Regions from separate parts of the Gasterosteus aculeatus genome. Here region 1 is linked to region 2. The links are chromatin contacts, called in public Hi-C maps. All regions are on one chromosome and are shown on one strand. The core of a region is the stretch at or near the end of the contact, and the rest is flanking DNA. Distances in the headings are between cores, read along the strand shown.

Region 1 (7,315 bases), core at 2,899-5,398, 54 kb after region 2:
CGACGTATTGGGTGATGTTTTTAGCCACTTGGGAGGAAGAAGGAAGCTGCGAACGCAACTTTAACTTGAACAACTTGGCGGGACATCGTCGTCAGCCACGGGTTGCTTATTTTAGCACTGAGCGGGTAACGGTACGTTACCCGCGTACCGCGTCGGTACATACCGAACGCGTCGCCAGCGTTTTGCGCCCCAAGATTACATACAAAGTCTATGCAGAGACGATGACGCCGGAGGGACGCAGATCTGTGATTGAGCAGCGCTTTTCTCGTGTCGAGATCACGGCGAAGTCAACGAGATTTTGGGTAAGGTTGCGTTAAACGTAGCAAATGCCCAAACGCGAAAGTTGAAACATTCCTATCGCTATCGACCGGTCCGGGAAAGATCTCGCACCCGATCACTGCACTGGATATAGTACAATAAAGTGTAGGGTAATGGTATTGTTAAACGACACACTGATACTAAATATTAAGTAGTATAAAGCAGTGGTCCCCAACCACCGATCCGTGGGCCGTTTGGTACTACTTATTTTGAAAATTGACCGGGTTTTCTCCTAATTATGTGCGCTCGTCCCTCTGACATATTCCCCACGCAGCACCAGGCGTTTTTGGCGAATTGACCACGAATGGACGCCGCGTTTAGAGCGTTTGAGGTGACGCGACACAGTCGCGGCACGTTCGGTGTGAACGTACCATAAGGAGGAGCATCATCGCTCGTACGGCCCCTCTTTCAGCTGTGGTTCTTCATCTCCAACATATCTTGATGGAAAAATCGGAATCTTTAGCTGCTAAACGCCCCACTAAGTTCACGACCGTGTTGTTGTGTCCGTTTGAACCAAATCAGAACCGCTGCTGTCACACAATGAGCTGGAACTCGGTGTAAAGCTCCATAAACCCGAGGCTCGGCAGAAACCGGCCATAGGGTCTGTAGGTTCATCAATACAGCTCAGTCTTTGCCTTCGCAGATATTGATTGTAGCTATTTTGACTGGAGGGTGGACCAAAATGCAGAGGGTGCTCCAACCTGGGAAACAAAGTCAGGTTCCATTTGTTCGGCAAAAAGCCGCAGACAAAGATTTGAATGTTAAAAAGCCAACGGGAAAGTCCAGACTTCCCGATGGCTTCTCTTAGAGACGAGGTCAACAGCACTTTGAGCTGAAAAGGCGGCTGCTTCCGTTCGTGCGTCATTGTCCACTTTTTCAATTTGCCGGCACAGAAATGTAGTCGAGCTGGCACTTTTTCTCCAGACAAAGCAGTTTAGTGTGGGGATTTCAACCAATGCACAGACTCATCTGTGATGCTGTTTATGTCGTCACTGACTTAATGCTGCTGTTGAGCCAGGAAAAAAAGTATTGTTCACCCAGAGACCCATGTCCGTATTCTCCCATACGTTATTTTGAAAGTTGATGAAGATGCTCCAAAGTGAGCAACGCCTGGCTCGCCTGGGTTTGATCCGGACCAAGAAAAGCAGACTTGGCATCCAAATATGTAATTACAGCACGTGCATTAGAGTGATTCTTTGTCCAGACAGCAATGACGTCACTGTGCAGACTCTGGAGCAAGGCACTAATCCCTAGATAAGTAAAAAACTGAGGTTAGAGTTGGGAGAACCCAGGTTATTACAGATAAAAGGTTGGAAAAACACACATTGTGAATTGTTTAAATGTGTGGTTTTCAAAGACGGATCCAACTACAAGTTCACTAAATGCACTGATGAGCAAAGCAGGACAGCCCAATCAATGAAATGAGAGCAGCTGATTACACTCAAGTGGGGCACGATGTGTGTGTGTGTGTGTGTGCGTGCGACTTGACGGAAAACTTTAAATTAAGTGCATGTGTGAACATCAACTCCATAACTGAAAGGAAACAGGACAGTCCTTGTAAAATCAGTCTGGTGCCACACACACACACACACACACACACACAGACACAGCGTGGCTGTAAAACATCACCGTAGCGGCGGTGGATGTTGAGAGCGCAGCGGATGAAATATTGTTCCATGACTGACGGCAGGAGCCATCACACAACAATCCGTCAACATGGATCCACGTGTCTCCTGGAACGAATGCTTAATAGGCTGACGCTGATTCAATGTGTGTGTGTGTGTGTGTCATGATTACTCTCGGGGGAAATTAACACCTTTAGCCCCTCAAGGTACCTTACACAGTTAAAGTCACACTCTTTCAAATCAGCGTGTGGAGTAGCCTAACTAATCTCTATTCTCTCTCTCACACACACACACACACACACACACACACACACACACGGGGATGAGCTTTAATCAGCTATTCTCTTTCAACTGTGTCCTGACGAAAGCAGTCCACAGAATATTAAGGAGGCGAGTGTGCATGTGTGTGTTGGTGATGGAGGGGGGTGGAGGGGGGCTTTATTGTGAATATTATTATCTCACACTGCTGAGGAAAGGGGGGGAGAATGAAGGCAGAGTTCTACGAGATGGAAGCGGAAGAGAGAGGCAAAGAGACGGAGCGTGACGAAGAAAACGAAAGAACTGGGTCACAAAACCGACGAGCGCGGTACCCGTCATCGACGCGCTAAACACGGACGCGATGGAACAATCGAGACGGAGGAGGCGGCGGCGTCCCCGCAGCGTGGAGTCACGGGGAAACGGATCAGAGGACAGAGCTGCCGCGAGTCCGTTTGCAGAGGCAATAGCCGGGGACGGTGGAGACGGGGCCGCCATCTTTGATCACGGACCACCAAAGGGAAACGCCGATGTCGCGTTGCTGGCGTTTGCTGGCGTTCGCCCTCTTCTCTCTGCTCGGCTAGTTCACAACTTTGTATCGCGTAAAGTACAAGATGAGACATTCTGTGATGCTAGATCTTTTCAAGTGGAAGCTTCCGTCCATAATGTTTGGTTGTGGACTCCTGAGACGTTGGACACCTGTCTGGTGGCAAGCTGTCAATCACAGTAAGCCCCGCCCTAAAGCATACTTTAATACTTTGAGTCTCAATGGACGATAATTTACTCAATGAACATCCTGCTGTGCTGGAGAATACTTGACCATAAACGCAGGTTTACAATGATTACTGAGGGAAATCAAGGGGAGTTAATTACTCATCAGACTCCTTTTTCACAACAAAAAGGTGTCTCACCACAACGTCCCGTAAGAAACAAGAACGTTTAAGACAGTTCAGCCTTGGCCTCACTCCTCAGAAACAGAGGTTGCCGCCGGAGTCGGGACTCGTAAAACCTGCAACCCTTCACACAGGGCTCATGAGCCGCTCTGCTCCCACTGGGGTTTCATTAAGCGATGGCAAGATGAAAAGACCAACCTGCTCCTGGGACTTCGCCAGCTTAACATCAGTCACAGTGGCTGAAGTAAAAAGTGTTGCGGAGGGGAGCAAAGTGGTTATTATCTGGGTTCATAATACGCCAATGACACCCATAAGAGTGAGTGATTAAGGCTACGACGGAGCGGCGGATGAGCGGCCGAGTGCTGCTGGCGGCGCACGAGTCCTCGTGATCATGGCGCACAGCCTCCCTTTGGTATTAGGAATTTCATACAATGACTGCCAACGCATTTGTTGACTTTTCCCCGCGAGCGCTCGGCGCAGAAGAAGAAATGAGGAGACAGAGGAAGGTGCGTAGACGGGGGGGCCGAGAGGACGGCGACGTGGGGAGTCGAGCTGCGCACCCCAACGCACACACTGGCGTCGGTTTAATATCAAAGCCGTTAGAACTCAGTGGTACGGAGCAAGTGACCTGGAGCTTGGTTCAAAGCGAGTGCATTGAATTGAACCTCGGGGTTTTACGTTGGCTTTTTTACGGAGACTTTTAATGATAGCGTATTATCAATTGCCTTACCATGATAATAAACGGCTTAAGAAATATAAAACTACTTAAAATAATAAAATAACAACTAACTGAAGTTTTGAAATTCATCCCCCACACCCAAACACTTACTACTCCCTTGAATCATGTGATTTCCCAGACTCCACAACCTCATCCGGCCTCATTAAAAACAGACTTTTAGTGTTTTCGTTAATAGAAACAACCAAATATTTTAGTTTGGTCCAAAACGTCTGATGTCATATGCGATCCTATCTCATATGACACATCTCATACCTGCAGTCAGGTCACTGTGTTGGTGTGTAGCAGCAGTGGTGGGATAATGTGAGCGTTTTCATTCATGAGGCAACAGCGCCCCCTACCACAGCTCAGCGGTATCGTCCGGGCCGCACATTCAATTGTGCGACTCATGGCGGTGTCAAGTCTGTCTGCAAGACAACAACAAGCAGACGGCTTTTAAAGCGCTGCTTTTCTGAATGGACTTTGGATCGATGGGGATCAGACGCCGCACAAAGATGACGCACTACCAACGTGTGTACAGCTGATGTTTGATGAAAGAGCCGTGCGCTTTGTTACTGATTAAATGACTCGTTGTCTCTTTCTCTCCCAGCATGTGGACTTTGAGACTAAAAGGTCGTACACTTTGAAGGTGGAGGGATCCAACCCGTATATTGACCCCCAATACATTGCATGGGGTCCGTATAAGGACGAAGCAACAATAAAGGTACACGTGTGTAATAAAGCAGACAGATTTCATTGTGTGAGCGTGCGTGTGGCATCTTCTAACTGTGTGTGTGTTTGTCTGCAGATATCAGTGGAGGATGCAGATGAGCCTCCCGTGTTCGTAGCCGCCAGCTACACGTTTGAGGTGGAGGAGAACGCACCTGAAGGAACGGCGGTGGGACGAGTCCACGCCAAGGACACGGATGTGGCCAACAATCCCGTCAGGTAACAAGGAAACACAAACGCGCGCACAGACACACTCACTGAGTCACGCTCGCTGCAGTGGAGGAATTTACATTTTTCCAACCAGTGTAAATTGGAAAATTGCCAAAAAACAAAAACAAACAATTGCAATAGATTCCTTCAGCTAGAGCGAACAAACAATATAACTTGAAGAAACTTGGCGTTGCACAACACATTTTCATGCAGAAGACAGATAAAAGAGGTTTCAACAGAATAGCGACGCAAAAAAGGATTATAAAAACAACGAAGAAACACACCGAGTTAGTAGCTTTATTTATCACTTTATTTATTTATCTCCTATAAACGCAGTGATGTTGCCTCTACAAATAGATGCTTGCTAAATTGTTGTTTTTTGGTAACTGAATTATCTCTACAACAATCCACCTGAAAGCTCCACGTTCCCCTCTCGTAACACTTCATCTTACAGCGGCCAGCTCAGGAAAACCACTAGGGACTCTCGTGTAACAACGTGTTTGTCTCCACCCCCCCGTGTAGGTACATGATCCCTCTGTACACCGACATAGAGCAGTTCTTCAGAGTGAACCCGGAAGACGGCATGATCACCACCACCAGGCCGCTGGACAGAGAGGCACAGAACTGGCACAACATCTCTGTGTCGGCCACAGAGATAGGTAGGAACGCACGCACACACGCGCACGCACACACGCGCACGCACACAAGACGTACGCGTCCTTCAGGACGGCTTGGAGGTGAGGCGGCTGCTGATCCACGGACACGTGTGTGACTGAAACGCTAAACCAGATAGATTCCGCTCTAAGATGGAGGCAAAATTAAAGACGGACTAAAGGAGGGAAATGAAAGAAGGCATCCGCAGCCCAACCTGTCATTCTGTGGCGCCGGGGAAACTGCACGACATCTTAAGTGTACAACATTTAAGTGGATTCAAGCTGCTGCCCTTAATTTTTCTTTCCCCCCCCCCGGCTAAGACTAAAGTTAGCATTTTTCCTTTTTTTTTTTGCTGTGAATGTCAGGGAAGAACTGCTTAAAACCTTGGGAACGAATTATATATTCAGAATCATCCAGGAGGGATTAGCGTTCTGCAGATGCTCGGCGGTGCTACGTTAGTCAATTGGAACCAGGCGTTACCCCCCCTCCACCCCCCGGTATTGCAGGTAACTGCTGCATTGTGTAAGAGGTTTGCCGACATGGCGTCGCGTGTTGTCTTCACGTAGCCGGAAAACAAATCATCTGGCTATTGAGTGAATGTCCCGCTTGTGGCAAAAAGATTTGGATTCAAACTTCTGACAAGGTTGTGTGATGTGGAGACACGAGAGAGAAGCAGAAGGCCCACGTCCTCCTCTCTCGTGTCTCCACATCACTGTTACTGAGTAAACAAGGCGGCCGCGGCGCTGTGACGCTTTGAAAAACCAAAGTTGAGGCACACCCTGGAACATTTTCCATTCCCACCACAAGCAGCGAGGGGCGAGCGGAGGGAAACGCCAGTCGACTCAGAGGCCCTCCGCCGCCCCCCCCCCCCTCCCTTCCGGCTCCGACCCCACCATTTTCTTTTCTTTCTTCCTTTTTTTTTTTAAACATCTGCAGCTAGCAAGCCACAGAAGCCCGCCCTGGTATTCTGTGGTCGGGGCTGGAGCTGCCAGAGCGCCGCGTGGTTTCCCTGTGGCGTGCTAGACGCCAGACGGCCAGATGGAAACGGGCTCGCCGCCCACGAAACGAGGACCCTTGCAAACCGCTAAGAGGCCCTGGATGGCTAAATAAATGCCTGGTAATGACAGGGCAGAGAGGGAAGCCGGAGCGACTAGAATTACAAATATAAGAGGTAGTGCAGTGTTGAAACAAAAGAAAACTTTCTTTGCTAATTCTCTGGATGAATATTTTGACCGAGAGGCGATGAGATGTGATCATGGCTACTACATGTTTATAATGTGCTGCAAATCTGCAAAACGCAAAGCAACAGTTGAGTGGCCATTGCAGATATTCACAGCTGGCTGCGTGTTTGGTGCACGTGGATCACAACGCCAACAACGACTTGAGTACGCTGCAGAATACGGATGACTTAAACTACGTGTGTGTGTGTGTGTTTGTGTGTGTGCGCGTACAGGAGGCCACCACCAAGACACCAAAGTGCGCGTTGACATCAGAGTGAAAGACGTGAATGACAACCCTCCGGAGTTCGCCACCAACAACGAAGTCCTCATGTGTGAAACGGTGATGCCGGGGAGGGTACGTACGCCAGTGTGTGTTTCGCAAACATCGGCGAAAAAAACAACGCGCTAGTTACCCCCCCCCCCCCCCCACACGCACACTATTGCACATCAGTGTCTTTTCCTTCCTGACCGGTGTCTCTCTGCGTGTTGGCGTCAGGTTATTGAAACCGTCAGCGCGGTGGACAAGGACGAGATGGCTCACCGGCAACACTTCACCTTCAGCCTGGCCCCGGAGGTCGCACACAACCACAACTTCTCCCTCAAAGACAACAGAGGTGGGCCACGTCATTCATCTCCTGGCTTTCTTTCCCTTTCTGACCCTTTTTAGATGCAGATCTTACGGTTCCTTCACCTGCC
Region 2 (6,971 bases), core at 4,425-6,924:
CCGCGTTCACGCTGCGTTCTGGACGCCCCGCTGCGAGCCATCGGAATCGGAGCAGCGGTGAACTGCGTTGCGGTTTGCACGCGTGACCTCGCTGGGTGAGGCGGGAAGCGCCGGCACAATCGGAAACACATGAGAGCCGGTTTGAAAAAAAAAAAAAAACACTTTCTCACATGGCTTCTTCCTGTAAGTGACTAAAAAGCACTTTCATTCCAAAGGTCGACTGGTTTAGGTTGCTTAAGGTGAATAACAAATAAAGTATTTTTAGTTGAGCTGATGGCGTTTCCACACGGGAGACGCGTGTCTGCTGCTCGTCCCACCACAACCACCAAAGTAAAACCACTCACATCACCAACACGTGAGACGGGAGGGGAAAGCAGGGAGGGCGACTGGAGGGGTCGCCGGGTTGAATGTGATCCATCTTCTCTGTTCCTTATCTTTCACTTTTAGGTCAGTCTGCTTGGCGGTTGGTGTTAGATTTGCTCGCCAGGCTGCGGTGAAGGTGTGTGTGTGTGTGTGTGTGTGTGTGTGGACCGAGAACAACTACCACTCGTGTAGCTTTGAGTCACTCCGCGGCCGGCGACTTGTGTTACAAGTTAAAACATCAGTGAGTGTTGATGAAGAGACGGCGTGCAGGAGAGGAGCGGCGCCGATGGAGGTTAGCGGGAGGAGGGATCACGCCGCCGGTGTTTACTCTCACTTTCCTTCATCACCGTCTCCAGCACACGGGCACAAACACACTCACGCGTCCTCGTCATCGCTGAGGGACAAGATAATGACAGCAGGAGGATAAAGAGAGGAGCCCTGCTGAGTGAGGACATGCAGGGAAAAGCACAAGAGTGTGTGTGTGTGTGTGTGTGTGTGTGTGTGTGTCTGTGTGTGTTACTCGGCCTGGGCTCAGCGGGGGGTGTTACAGCTAAAGAAAACAGGAGTGGTTTTCACACGTTAGCAGGCAACACACACACACACACACACACACACACACACACACACACACAGGGAGAAGCAGGAAGCTTTCCAACGTAGTTGAAGGATATTCGGCCATAAAACAAAAGAAGTCGCTGCCGATAATAAAATTCACACCAACCAGCTTGAAGCAACATCAGGTTGTTGCTCTAATTCATGTTTGCAACAATGGAATTGTATTTGGTTCAACCCCCCCGTCGCCCCTCACACACCAAAGCAGTAACAATAATTGCACGGCGTGTGTGTGTGTGTGTGTGTGTGTGTGTGCTTACAGGTGTGAAGGGATTAAATCTTTTAATTAGCTGCGCTGTTTTGAAAAGGGATCTGAAATCGCAACACAAACAAAATGGTGTCGCCCCCCCACCGACAAGCCAAACACACATTTACCCCCCTGGACTGACGGAGCGCTGTGACCCCCGTGGGGAGTTCGGGGGAGGGGGGTGTTTATTTATTGATGGCGGCCGAGCGTCTCTCTGTCTTTGTGATGGCGGGATTCATAAATCCCGACCTGCTCTTATCGGGGCGAGTCGCGCTGTCAGCGGAGCGCCTGGACAGCACATTGTCGCAGCGCACGGCGAGGGGGGGGGGTTTGCCGTCCTGGTGAGCAACGGCGAGCTTGCGCTCCACGCCGAGGGGGGGTCCGGCTCAGCATTCTTTTCTTTAAGGTTTTTTATTACGATATGAATCATTCCGTTTAATGTTAAATAAATAGAAGAATCATCTGTGTCTGTTCTGGTGAGAAGTATCAGCAGGAAGCTTCACTTGCTGTGATTCAATCGATTCTGCAAAACATTTGCATCTGGTTTGGGGAAATGTGTTGGGATCCCCATTGGTAATAAAATAAACGGTTAAAAGTTGTTAAAGTGAGGTTTGTTAGAAGACTTTCTCAAGCGCTGCAGCATGAAAACAAGTTGGACGTCGGTTTCAGTGACAAAACGAAGTCATCCTGGTGAGGGATCGTTGGAAGGCCAGAAACAAAAAGCCCCCCGACTCATTCCTCATCCGCAGTGTGACACATGGAGTTTTCTAATGAACAGAATGAAAGAGGTAGAGGACTTCTGATGCCGTGAAACAGTCAATATTTAGAGCCTCATCGCCGCCGCCGGAGCGACACGGTCTGTCACGTGCACGACACGCCTCTGATGGTCAGAAGCAAAATGGGGGAGAAATGACATCTGACTCTTACAGCCACGTCTCCCTGGGTTCTGACGGACACGTCGGGCGGGTCGGACGCTTCGTGCTGGCCTTGTGCCGCTGCACAGCGAGGAGTACTCTGATTAAACGAGTGTAGAAAGTGGGAGGCGGGCTGCTGCTTAGCATTGTCTGGCTGATTTAAAGATGGAAAACAAGTGATTGCTATGCAGCTCTGCTCCGCGCCGCTAACTCGTACACAAGGCCGCTCTCTGTTCTCCCTCTCTCCACCTCCAGATCTCTCTCTCTCTCTCTTTAATTCTCTAGCTTCGCCTCAGCAACTCACTCCTTGGCGCTGTGTTGCTACGCCTAAACAGAACCCCCCCCTCCATCCTTGTGTCCGTCCGGATCATTTCTCCAGCCTCTCTGATGTCATTAATTATGAATAAACAGGTATAGAACCTGGATGGATGGTTCCCCGGCCGTCCCTCTCCAAATCAAGCCCCGCCCCTTCCCTCTTAAGACATCCCCTTTACCCGCCCCCCCCCCCAGCTCAGTTACCGTGCCGACAGTCCCAAATTGAATTGAAGTGGGTGTGATAAACGGGGGGGGGGCAGTGCTAGTATGCATTTTATACCTTTGATATTCACATGTATGTAAAAGGACATTTGTAGGCCAGCGAGTGAATGTGAGGGGGGGGGGGGGGGGGGAACGGGGACTTTATCCACAAATAAGAAGCAATTTGGAACAAGAATATTGTCTGTTTTATTTGTAGAGTCAGTTTTTATTATAAAAGTAGAAAAGAAGCTGTTATGCAAATGCCTCATCAGAACAAATCTTGACTTGAATGTCTCATCTTCACAAAAGATCTTCATTCAACTGTCTTATTGTCACAGAAGATGCTTCTCGTTGCAAACATTCGTCAAAGGGAAGCGACTGTGCTTTTTCCAAAGTTCGTTGTAACCAATAACAACCATTTCTAGTAGCATCATGCCATCAACAGTCTTTGCTTAATTGTTGGATGTAATTATTCATTTTTTAGTGGAACTCAAGTTACTTTACTCGCTGATCTTTTATGTTAACGTGGTAAAAAACTCACCCAACTTATCAAATTAAGTTTTTTTTTTTTTTTTACAAAGACCTAAAGACCAAAGAGGGCCGAGTGACTTATTGGTATCTCTTTGCAGACCACTCTCGGGTGATAACGAGGAAAAAATGCACTCGGCTTTTTAACAGGAACGTTAATTGGCAGATGGAAAAATAGCTCCGCAGTTTGATCCTGAAGCTTAATAAGTTACAAAGCCGTTTCCAAACCAAACATATGCAATTTACATTTATATCGACTAATGAGTAAAAAAAAAAAAGATACGCCGTCGGAATATAAATCAGAGCGTTGCTGCACATCCAGCATGTGTTTGTGTTTCTGGTGAGATGGTAACAGTCAAATGTGGCTTTAAAACATGTAGTTACTTACTGAATCAGCCTCAAGCACACACGCACACACACACACGCACACACGCACACGGTTACGTGATGCTGTGAAGGGCGTCTCCTCAGAGATGCTCACCTCACGGGACTCAGTCTATACGTTCTGTGGCGTGTCGACAACTAGCCAGTCAGCACAAACACATGTCAAACTGCGAGAGACCCACTTTACAGAGCATGATCCGTGACAGGGCGAAGGCGCCTTGGGGTGCAGGAGGCCAGAGGGCCTCAGCTTTTGGAGTTCTAACGACCGGTCCCACAGTACACCAGGCGGCAAACCTCTTCAGGAATATTACAATCAGGATTATTTCTGCAGTAACTGTAGACGTGAAAAGTCAGAGATTTAGTCCAAGAGGTTCAGGAGCTTCAGGCAGTGTAATACAATAGTGTGTGTGTGTGTGTGTGTGTGTGTGTGTGCGCGCGCGCATGGTGGGGGGGGGGGGGTCAAAGTGACAAACTGTGTGTCACATTACCGAAGAGTACAACTACAGAAGCTGAACCGGTGCATAACGGACCCTGCTGTACTGGGGCCACATATAGTCCAGCTATCACCTCACATACGAAGACCTCCACTGATGACACATTACTTAAAAAGCAACAAACACAAAAACCTCGCCGGGAGAGAAATAACCGAGGTCGTCGAATTGGAGACGTAAACATTTACTAGAGCGGTTTTATCCTGGTTCATCACCTGAGGGAAAGGTGAGCACGTACGAGCTTTACAAGCCGCGGAGCTGCGAGTCTTTGAAGAAGAGGAAGAGATACAGAACTAATTGTCTCCTTTACTTCTCAGCGTTGCGTCGTTGCCTCTCGCTTCGGCATAAAATGTAAAAGAAAAAAGATATGAGGAGTTTGGTTATGAGAATTTCAAATACATTTGTGTACACTTGTTTACGACACACAGAAATAAAGCGTGTGAGCAAAAAGGCGGCTGCAGAAAATAGATCTTGTTGACAAGCTGTCCTTTGTCTTAACCTAATAATGTCATTCTGCATCCAAGGTAATATTACCGTCTTGTGTAAAACAAAGCTCCTGCCTGCAGTATCTCTGGCTCATGAGCTCCGTATCAGCTTTACAAAAAGACAGACGCTAATAAAAGGTCTGCTTAGAGACACCGGACGCTGCTGCGTTGTTGTTGTTGTGGTCCCAGTTATTGTTCACACACATACACACAGGCAGACTCAGGAAGCTATCGTAGCTAGGAGCTAACTCAGGACCACCGACCTGCTGCATGTCCGTCAAGTCGCTGAAGATCAGACGGATGACAAAAGACGTACAATCGACCCAGCTCCGTGAGGGCGGAGACTGTTAAGACCCCATCATGACACCTGGCTCCATCATGGCCCCACAATGTAGAGCTGAACCGCTAACCGGTGCTAACGTGCTCATTACTGACGCTCACTGCTCGTTTTGACATTTCTAGGTTTTTTCCGTGAAAACATTGGATTATGAGTCAGAAGAGTTTAAGGTGCCAACGCTTTAATAACTTCACGAATGCCCCCATGAGTGTGACTATTTAACACTATTACGAGATGGAGAGAGTCACTGAGTGATGCCCGAGTTGCTCCGCCCTCCACAGGCCCCTCCTCTCCTCTCATTGGCTGCCTGTGAGATTCTAAACCTGCTGTAGCAGCGGTTGGACACTGCTCTCAGCCAATGACGAAAGAGCAACTGTTGCATTCACTACCGCCCCCAAAACACGCGCGCGCGCAGGGCTCGTTGTGCTGCAGCCTCTCGGTCTGAAGCAATGAGCAGCATCACAGCTTCAATACAAATAACCAAAATTCTCTATTACATAAAAAAAACAACTTACTCAGCAGAAGTTTTTTTTTTTTTTTTTAACAACCATCAGGAAAAAAATCTTGCCAATAAAGTGATTATTAAAATATCTAATTTCACATGATATTATTCATATTCCGTATCCTCACAGTCCCAGGATGCAACATTTAAATACCACCCATAAGACAAAACGTTATATTATTACTATAACAAGCCCGGAATATGCAGGCAGAAGATAAATTACTGTAGTTTCCAACGCCCTCCATCGGCCGCAACGTCCCTCCGTGTCCCTCCCTCCGCCTCCCCCATCCCTCCCCCTCTCCCGTTGCTGCTGCGCGCTCGTTCTGTTCCCCTCACACCGCTCCCGAAGCTCTTGGAGAGAGGACGGATAAACGGCTCTGACGGGAACGGATTTTGATACCCGAAGGAGGGAGGGATGCTCCGGTGATTTCCCTCTTTCCCCACCAGCTCCACCAGCTCCACCAGCTCTCTCACCACCATCCCCTCTCCTCTTCGTCACTTCAATCTCGGAATCGAGACGCGCTGCTGTCATTTCTTTTTTCATCATCTTTGAGCCCTGCTTCTTTTTTTTCTTCTTCTTCTTCTGCTTCTTTATTTTGCCCCTGCGCTCCAGAAAGAACATTTGGGGTTTGGTTTTTCTTCGTGGTGCCCTCGTCTTCTCCAAGCAACCAGAAACACAGCTGGGTTTCCATCGGTGGATGGTGGACATCCGATGACAGAAGCCGTACTTGTTGAGAGAAGTGACCGTTTTCGGCTGGCTTGCATGTATCGGGGGGATTTCCTTGGAGAGGCGGAGTGCGCGCGGAGTGTCTCACTTCCAAGGTAAGGACCGAGTTAAAGGACTCCGCTTTCTGCGGCGCAGAGGCTTTTACCGGAGTGAAGTGTTCCGGTTCCCGGGATGCTGGGGAGATAGTGGGCTCACACACACACACACACACACACACACACACACACCGTATGTCTATAAAACGGCCACTGTGAGAGGATGTCGGACCCCCTTATTTGTCTGCAAATGCGTAATCAGACAGGAGAAGCCCGCAGAGCCTTTGCGCATTGGCGACGGAGACGGTGCGCGGCGCAATCATTGCGCTGCTGGCTGAAGCCGCGCAGACTTTTCTCCGCTCACCATTTGTCACAAAAACAAAGCTTTGACTGATTTCCTTTCTTCTTCCAGCACAGTATCTATCTATCTTTTGTTTTGTCGCGTGTGCGTGCCTTCGTGTGCGTGTGTCTGGCCACGTAGAGACTAACCTCAGTGGTCTTTCTCTCCCTCTTCTCCCTCCCTCCCTCCCTCCGCCGCCTCGGTGCCTCTCCCGTTGTCTCCGCGTTACGGCGACGCACAACTTTTCTTTGGATCCCCGTCCGGCTCTGCGTGCGCGTGCGTGTGCGCGTCTCTGTCAGATCGCAGCATTCAAGTCAAAATAACAGCATCGCTTTCGTGACCACGTTTCCACAGAAAACCACGAGTGGTTACTTCTTGGAGCGACGGCTGCATCTGCGTCGGTCCGGCCGCGTCCCGTTTAGTGTTTGCTCGTTTTACGCCTCCGAGGAGCGGCTCCTGTTCTCGGCAGTCTTGACGTCGCCTCAGCGGA

The links. A called contact is a pair of places that touch in the nucleus more often than the background predicts.
Region 1: a contact with region 2 is called in a Hi-C map of skeletal muscle, with 2.8 times the contacts expected there. The contact joins the enhancer-like site here to the promoter of cdh11 in region 2. A contact is called at or near these places in 2 of 6 Hi-C or Micro-C datasets (skeletal muscle and whole body).

The regions. Positions count from the first base shown.
Region 1 is chr6:18,913,698-18,921,012 of fGasAcu3.hap1.1, forward strand. cdh11 (cadherin 11, type 2, OB-cadherin (osteoblast)) reads left to right here. Exons shown (of 16, transcript XM_040178734.2): 9 at 4,417-4,530; 10 at 4,615-4,754; 11 at 5,268-5,404; 12 at 6,853-6,974; 13 at 7,116-7,233. Among protein-coding and RNA genes, the nearest start is that of cdh11, 53 kb to the left of the region's middle. Within about 2 kb of position 4,149, at least 7 of the 9 cell types and tissues checked have open chromatin away from gene starts, as enhancers often do.
Region 2 is chr6:18,858,410-18,865,380 of fGasAcu3.hap1.1, forward strand. It overlaps cdh11 (cadherin 11, type 2, OB-cadherin (osteoblast)), which reads left to right and starts at 5,675. Exons shown (of 16, transcript XM_040178734.2): 1 at 5,675-6,201.